Regions from separate parts of the Mus musculus genome. Here all the other regions are linked to region 3. The links are chromatin contacts, called in public capture Hi-C and promoter capture Hi-C maps. All regions are on one chromosome and are shown on one strand. Each heading gives the region's core, a stretch centred on a gene start, on an enhancer-like site or on the middle of the called end of the contact. The rest is flanking DNA. Distances are from core to core; before and after follow the strand shown.

Evidence for each region. Capture Hi-C pulls out chosen DNA fragments and counts their contacts.
Region 1: a promoter capture Hi-C map of adipose tissue shows a contact between it and region 3, with 2.3 times the contacts expected there. The contact joins the promoter of Zfp58 here to the promoter of F630042J09Rik in region 3. A contact is called at or near these places in 2 of 9 other capture datasets (adipose tissue and liver).
Region 2: a contact with region 3 is called in a capture Hi-C map of embryonic stem cells, with 2.2 times the contacts expected there. The contact joins the promoter of Zfp874a here to the promoter of F630042J09Rik in region 3. A contact is called at or near these places in 1 of 484 Hi-C or Micro-C datasets (embryonic stem cells), 1 of 115 datasets of contacts at active chromatin or transcription factors (embryonic stem cells) and 4 of 9 other capture datasets (adipose tissue, embryonic stem cells, liver and 1 more).

Annotation. Positions count from the first base shown.
Region 1 is chr13:67,499,115-67,501,814 of GRCm38.p6, reverse strand. It overlaps Zfp58 (zinc finger protein 58), which reads left to right and starts at 1,293. Exons shown (of 4, transcript NM_001007575.2): 1 at 1,293-1,444.
Region 2 is chr13:67,450,286-67,453,111 of GRCm38.p6, reverse strand. Zfp874a (zinc finger protein 874a) reads left to right here and starts at 1,488. Exons shown (of 4, transcript NM_177712.4): 1 at 1,488-1,600. The coding sequence starts at 1,595.
Region 3 is chr13:67,277,095-67,279,962 of GRCm38.p6, reverse strand. F630042J09Rik (RIKEN cDNA F630042J09 gene) reads right to left here and starts at 1,369. Exons shown (of 4, transcript NR_033540.1): 1 at 1,218-1,369; 2 at 1-829. It also overlaps a transcript of Zfp458 not described here.

The DNA of each region.
Region 1 (2,700 bases), core at 44-2,543, 220 kb before region 3:
TGTGATAACTCCAGCTTGTGTCACGTTGACACAAAACCAGCCAGTACAACAGCCAAAAGGCACAAGTTCCATAGGTAAATAGGAAACATTCCATATATGCATACATGGATAGAAAACCTCTGCTTTGTAGAGAGGAACTTGGGAAATATTTGGATTATGTATAACGTCATATAATGCAGTCCATTGAACAACCTTTTAAAGGAGTTACCATTCTGAGCTAGATAAAACTACACAGTCAGGTCATGTGCCTCCCTGTAAAGGATACATTAATGAAGGGTCCTGCACAGCTCTGGGGTGGGGGATCCTTGTTAGTTCATATTGTTGTTCCTCCTATAGGGTTGCAGACCCCTTTAGCTCCTTGGCTACTTTCTCTAGCTCCTTCATTAGGTGCCCTGTGGTCTATCCAATAGATGACTGGGAGCATCCACTTCTGTATTTGCCAGGCATTGGCATAGCCTCACAAGAGATTGCTATATCAGGGTCCTGTCAGCAAAATCTTTCTGGCATATGCAATAGTGTCTGGGTTTGGTGGTTGTATATGGGATGGATCCCCAGGTGGGGCAGTCTCTGGATGGTCTTTCCTTTCATCTCAAGAGCTGAACTTAACTTTGTTCAATTATTAAAACCACCTGTGTGGTCTTGGCCCACTTCCTGTACTGTATGGGTTCCAATGTTCACAGGAATAGTTTTACCAGTTGTAGAATCTGATATATATATGACTCACACCGGGTATCAGTACAGAAGAACAAGAATTATTTATGTAGCATAGTGTTGAGCCAAAGCCATTACACCCAAAGGCTTTTACCTTAAACTAGCTCCCTATCCATCTTATTTAGAAATAAGGTCTCTATAAATAGCCCAATCCAACCTTGGATCCTGGGTCCTTCTTCCATAAGCCACCAGGCAGCTAAGAGCATAATAAGGCACATCAATGCTGGTTTGAAAAATCATCTTTAAAAGATATTTTTTTATTCCCACACTAGTGATTGCTTCGTCGTGCTGATTTTTTTTTTCAAGGAGTAGTAAGATTAAAATCACAACACATGGACAGGAAAGGACCTGAAACCCTAATATTTCTGTCAAAGGCTCGACTCATATTCATATATCTCATGTTGTGGATCTGGAGATGAAAACCAGCCTGACTTCCCAATGGCTGTCAAGCATAGTAGGCTTCTTTCTCTCATACACTCCTGTGGGTTGCCAGTGACAAATCCAGGAACAGCCCTAGCTGATTTCCGGGAAATTCTTCGCACAGACTTGTGGGAATTGTAGTCTGGCCACTGTGTCGTCACAGGGACCTGCTCCGGAAACAGTATTTAATTGAGTCTGAAAGTGTGCTGTTTCTCCAAAGTTGGGTGAGAGTGCTGTCCTGCTCAGCTCTCGAGTTGCATCGCTGACGTAGAGGTTGGTCCAGGGAGCAGCGCAGCCTGAGGCATTGTTCGAGGTGCGGGGATCCATCTGGCAGCGAGTAGAGCAGCGATGGGTGGGAGGTCGGGAGAAACTGACCTGCGCTGTCCTTACATTCTGGTCCATAAAGATACTGGTCAGGGCTGGGGAGAGGGCGTGTCTGACGGTGCCCTGATTGATGTTTGTCAGAACTCTGAGCACAACGCGAGTCTACCGTGGGCTTCTGGGACAGGAGTGCAGGATGGTTGCACGGGAGTGGGGTATGGTGTAAAGATCAGGCTTGGTGGGTCAGCTGACGAACTTGCATCTCAGGCGGTGCTGAGAGCTCACTTTCCCGCTTGGCTGGGGAGACTTTGTTACTAGCTGAACCTCACTCTCAGATGAATCTTGAGGTTTTCTCAGTTCATCTAAAATAGGTGGGTTTTCTGCCTCTCGAGCGTTTCACAGCACGCCGGTATGATCAAGGATTGTCATCGTTTTTCTCGGCCAGTCGGTGAATTAAACGGGTAAGAAAAAAATCAGAGACACAACAGGTCGTAGCTGGGAAATTCTGGGGCACCGTGGACAAATCTACCAGAATCACCTGATAAAGAAAAGCTTTGACTAGGGCTGAGGGAAAACAGGTGCGGTGGGCACATGGAGAGAAGCAACCACTGGCAGGCAGAGTGAGGGGTGGGGAAGCTGATGTCCCGCTTCACCTTCAGGGCTGGCGTTTCTTAAGCCTTTGAAGGGTTCCATCCCTAAGTTTTGGTTGATTACTTTTCAAGAAAGACAGGATGTCTACTTGGCCCACAACTGTTGTACAAACATTCTTCGATCTGGTCTTGAACTTGAGCCAGTCCATTAGCAGGGACCCCCGGAGCAGTGGGGGGAAAGCTCACCTTGTTTTAGGCTGCTAAGCGTTTGTGTGAGGTCAGCAGGGTGAGGGAGAACTTAAAGAACGTTATGCATTTATGTAATTTAAGGTAAACGGACCTCATTCCCATTCTGGAATTCTCCTTGTCTGAAGCAGCCACAGTGGTTTACACCCCTCCCTTGCTTTTCTGCCTCTTGCATGGCTTCTCCTTCCTTACACTGCACATCAAAGTGTGTAGAATGCATCTCTAGTTAGCCAAAACAGAAACCCTGCTCCTGCTCCTCACGTGGGGAATGAGAGCCAGATTTACATGTGGCATCAACCAGTGTACTGGCTAGTTTTGTGTCAACTTGACACAGGCTGGAGTTATCACAGAGAAAGGAGCTTCAGTTGGGGAAATGCCTCCACAAGATCCAGTTATAAGGCATTTTCTCAAT
Region 2 (2,826 bases), core at 239-2,738, 170 kb before region 3:
GTTTTCTCGTGGTTTGGTTGGATCAGGATAACTAGGGCTTGCTGTCTGTCATGGGGTAGCTGTGCTTTGGAGGTGTCACATTGGCCTGGTTCGTGTTGATTGTGTTGTTTCGAGGGCCTTTAGCCATCTAGATGCTTTTGCTCCATGGATGTTCTCATTGTAGCCGGATTGAGAGGAAGGTGAACCTGGATGGTCCTGGTGTGGCAGGCCTCTGATGGGCTGCCTTGGGCTGTATGGTTGCGAACCTGTGGTTCTGTATGCTTCAGGAGTCTCAGGTTTGATGAAGGTGGGCAGATATGTGGCAGGAGAATGGAGGACCTCTCGGATGGCGGGCTGCTCCAGCAGCTTGGCTTGCCCCAGAGGACTCAGATAGCAGGGAAGAAGGGTTGGGGAAGGGAACCTTACCTGTGGTTCAGGAGTCTGATGGAGGTGAAGGAGAGGTGGCAGGAGAGTGGAGGTTCCCTGGGTAGTAGGCTGCTCAGAGCAGCTTGGTTTGGCCCAGAAGGGATTCTGTTATTTCCAAGGAAAACTGCCAATATAACATACTATTTCCCTCTCTCCTCCTCCTTTTTTTTTGGGACAGTCCCAGTACAGGCCTCTGGCTCTCCTAGAACTAGAGTTTCTCCTGTCTCTGCCTCCCAAGTGATTGAAGGCATATCCATAACATCTGGCAAGTTCCTTTTGTCTATTTTTCTATTTTTTTTTTGCAAGCTTAAGTAACATTTTATAATATGTAGAATGAAGATTAAAATAAACATATTGATGAGCAACAACTTGTAAACTTAACAAACAAAACATGGAAAGGCTTGATTCACAAATATCTTCTGTGATGAATCTGGATATTTCTGGTTTTGTTGTTCTTTGTTTTGTTTTGAGACAGGGTTTCACTGTGTAGCCCTGGCAGGCCAGGGACTCACTGTAAACAAGGCAGCCTGGAACTCAGAGGTGCCTGAATTTGCTTGCAGTGAGCTGGGATTAAAGACACCGCAGGCTGTGAATCTTGAATGTCAAAAGCAGCCTGAGTCCCTGCTTTTGCTCTTTGTCCTCTGTGAGGAAACTTTATTGTGTGCCGGGCACCCGCTCTTAAATTACTAAAAGATAAGTTCCTGGCAACTTCCCTCCTCCAGAAAATTGTAAAACTCTTTTGAAATGATTAACGCATGGTCTGGTTTCTGCAAACTAGCTTATTGCCACTTAACTGGCAGTGAGGTGGTTCCTCAAATAGCTGTAAACTCCACGGAAATTAAGGAATTAAGAACTTTACAGTGAAAATCCGGAAAAGCGGCACCTTACATAAACATTCGGCTCGTTAGAACTGGACACAGTTCATGGTCTCCTTGTTTCCTAAGTAGGTGACACTACATTGCAGACACACATCAATGTAGAAATCCAGGACCTTTAAATAATACAACTCACTCTCCTAGGACTCCTGCAACGCCATCGCACAGACTTGTGGGAAATGTAGTCTGCAGCACGGTGACGTCACAGGTCTGCACTTTTAGTAAACAGTTCATCTTTTAGTAAGCATGTGCGGCTCTTATCCAAAGCTGGGCCAGACTCTGGTCCTGCTGTGCTCTCCCGTTGGATCTCTGACATGGAGGTTGGTCCAGGGTTCAGTCATCCCAGGGTCTGTGCGGGGTGCATAGTTCCGGAAGGAACAGGGACCGGATGGAATGGGAGCTGGGAAGAGCTGATTTGGAGGAGCTTTCTGGACAGGGCTGGTGAGAGGGCGCTGCGGGGGTTGGTGGGACTGACCCCTGCGTTAGACTGACAGAAATCAAGGAATGGAGAAGCTTGTAAGTTCAAGGATTGCCTGGGCAGTGTTGGCTGGGTGAAGGTCTTTGCCTGGGCATGGTGATTCTGGGCGTACACTTTCCAGCTTTCTGGTGGAAGCATTAGCTGGGTCACTCTCACGTGGATATTACTGGATCTGTCAGTAAGTTTAGTTAAGAGGAGATCTGGTCCTTTCTGTACTTTATGGCTGTCTGTCACGGAGTTCAAGACCACTGAAAAAAACTCCGAACAAAACTAGGAATTATGAGATAAAACCAGCCGGGCGGTGCTGGCGCACGCCTTTAATCCCAGAACTTGGGAAGCAGAGGCAGGCGGATTTCTGAGTTCGTGGCCAGCCTGATCTACAAAGTGAGTTCCAGGACGGCCAGGGCTACACAGAAAAACCCTGTCTCGAAAAACAAAACACAAAAACACACAGAGAAAGAGAGAGAGAGAGAGGGAGAGGGGGAGGGGGAGGGGGAGAGGGAGAGGAGAGAAGAGAGGAGAGAGAACCAAACAAAAAACAACCCAAACTGCTTTATTTAGAGCCACAATCTCCTTTGCCAGTTTGAGAACTGCTGCAAAAGGGAAGATAGGGGTTGGAATTTTTAAAGGCACACACCACAAGTATCTCAACTCTGGGGATTTTCTGCTATGTGGGTTTTTTTTTTTTTCTTTTTTTGGTTTTTTGTTTGCTGTTTGTTTTTGTTGCTGTGTTGTACAACAGCTTAGTTGGAAATGGAGCTAGCTTTTAACTATCACACATGCAATAACTCTTGTCTTGCTTTGAGGTGACAGAAATTGCTAGGTTCCAGGGTCAGAGTTTTGCGTACTGGAGATTGAGGTGTGTGATGTTTCCTCCACTTACCTGGAAATGAATTGTGAATTTACAGATGGTTCACTTGGATTAGGAATCTCTCGTGGAAAGTGTTTAATTCCTCACTTGAAATGACACAGATGTTTTCTGAAAGGATATTGAGCTGTTTCTCAGTGGAGGATGAACTAAAATCTCCCTAAGTAAAACAAGAGATAAAACTTTTGCCTCAGAGGTTG
Region 3 (2,868 bases), core at 120-2,619:
AGCAGACACATGAAAGAACATTTCGCTGAAGCAGACATTTGTCAGGACTCCACAGAGAGAAATACACCAAAAAACTTGTGCTCCTGGGGCTGGAGAGATGGCTTAGTGGTTAAGAGCATTGTCTGCTCTTCCAAAGATTCTGAGTTCAATTCCCAACAACCACATTGTGGCTCACAACAACCATTTGTAGTGGGATCCAATGTCCTCTTCAGGTATCAGAAGAGAGCAACAGTGTATTCACAGGCATAAAATAAATATTTTTTAAAAAAAAGAAAAGAAAAAAATAAAAACTGCTGCTGCCATGCTGCAGTTTCTTGTGGCTTCCACAGACTCAGGCTGATTGACAAAGTGATGTAAGCTGAGACAGACCCACGCACTGAGGCAAGACATGTGCTGTGGCAAGACCCATGGAGGACTCAGGATATTTGGAGGGAGTGTAAATAGGACTGGCTGGACAGTGAAGGTTGGCTTGCTGCTGCAGCCGGCTGTACAGTGCTTGTTGGTCTCAAGTCTTCAAGGATCCCAGCTTTGCTGAGAGAGGCACAGCAGAGAACTTCTGGCATACCTCCTGGGCCCTCGTGCTGATTTGGCTGAGGCCTAGCTGTTCCTGCCACTGCTGCTGATTTGAGTTTACTATCCCGACACCACCAAACTGGACTTCTGGTGTATCCAGGAAGTGTTTGCAAGTGGACTGAGCTGCTGCTGCCGAACTATCAACTGGACTGCTGATTTCCTGAAAATGCAAACAGGAGTTGCTCCAAAGAACCTTTCTTCACAGGTCCACTTGCCCCACATCATCTTTTTCTCACTGCCTCTGGTGGGTGGTGTGCTAGAAGGGAGGGTAAAGTGGTTAAGGACCATCCCTAAAAGTAGACTTTGAAAAGAAAGTAAAGTTACAGTCAAGTGTCCTTAAGTTGAAAGGCCACTAAGTATGGGGCTGGACAAATGTTTTGTAAGTTTGTGAGAATTTTGGTGCCATGTCAAACAAGACATTTTCAGTGAGCGTGAGAACCAAAGAGGCATCAAGAGCCGCTGGGAGTTAAAAGAAATCAATGACTCTTAAGATGATTTTCCTTCCCACATTAGTGTATTACTTGCATATTTTAAAGTACAACCGAGTCAGCGTGATTTCTTCAGGCTGTAATAAGATTAAAATTACAACATACAGACCAGAAAGGACTTGTAAGCCTAACATTTCTGTCACAGGCTCAACTTACATTCACATAGCTCCTGTTGTGGATCTGACGGTGAACACGAGCCTGACTCCCATTGGCTCTCCTCCAGCCTCTGCATCTTTCTCCCATACTCTACTGTGGGATTCCAGAAACAAATTCAGCAACAGTAGCAATCACCCTACCTGAGTTCCAGGAATTCCTTCGCACAGACTTCTGGGAGATGTAGTCTGGATACTGTGACGTCACAGAGAACCATCTAGGAAATCCTCATAAGGCTTTTGGTTTGCGCATGAGTCTTTCTCAAAATCGGGCAAGAGTCCCGCCCTGCTGTACATTCCTGTTGTGTCTCTAACACAGAGGTTGGTCCAGGAAAGCAGCACGGCCTAAAGGTCTATGGGGGTGAGGGGTGGGGGTGGGGGGTGCACCTAGAAGAAAGCAGAGCAGTGCAGGGAGGGGGGGCTGTGTATATAGTTAAAAACTTAAAGGTACCTTACTGAGGTAGCAGTTTTATACCTTAGCTCCTCTCTCTCTCTCTCTCTCTCTCTCTCTCTCTCTCTCTCTCTCTCTCTCTCTCTCTTTCTTCTTCTTCTTCTTCTTCTTCTTCTTCTTCTTCTTCTTCTTCTTCTTCTTCTTCTTCTTCTTCCTCTTCTTCTTCTTCTTTTTCTTCTTCTTCTTCTTTTTGGTATACATATTAGTTAATTTTAAAGGATAAATATTACATATGGGAGTTTCTTTTTTCTCCCTCTCTTTTTTTATTAATCATTTTATTTGTTTACATTTCAAATGATAGCCCCATTCCAGTTTCCCTTTTGCAAAACCTCCATCCCCAACCTCCCTCCCCTTTGCCTCTATGACTTTCTTCTTTGCTCTAATATTTTGACGATCTAAACAGGTGTTGTACTTCTTTTTTTTTCCATTTTTTATTAGGTATTTAACTCATTTACATTTCCAATGCTATACCAAAAGTCCCCCATATCCACCCACCCCCACTCCCCTGCCCACCCACTCCCCCTTTTTGGCCCTGGTGTTCCCCTGTACTGGGGCATATAAAGTTTGCAAGTCCAATGGGCCTCTCTTTCCAGTGATGGCCGACTAGGCCATCTTTTGATATATATGCAGCTAGAGTCAAGAGCTCCGGGGTACTGGTTAGTTCATAATGTTGTTCCACCTATAGGGTTGCAGCTCCCTTTAGCTCCTTGGCTACTTTCTCTAGCTCCTCCATTGGGAGCCCTATGGTCCATCCATTAGCTGACTGTGAGCATCCACTTCTGTGTTTGCTAGGCCCCGGCATAGTCTCACAAGAGACAGCTACATCTGGGTCCTTTCAATAAAATCTTGCTAGTGTATGCAATGGTGTCAGCGTTTGGATGCTGATTATGGGGTGGATCCCTGGATATGGCAGTCTCTACATGGTCCATCCTTTCATCTCAGCTCCAAACTTTGTCTCTGTAACTCCTTCCATGGGTGTTTTGTTCCCAAATCTAAGGAGGGGCATAGTGTCCACACTTCAGTCTTCATTCTTTTTGAGTTTCATGTGTTTAGCAAATTATATCTTATATCTTGGGTATCCTAGGTTTGGGGCTAATATCCACTTATCAGTGAATACATATTGTGTGAGTTTCTTTGTGAATGTGTTACCTCACTCAGGATGATGCCCTCCAGGTCCATCCATTCGGCTAGGAATTTCATAAAT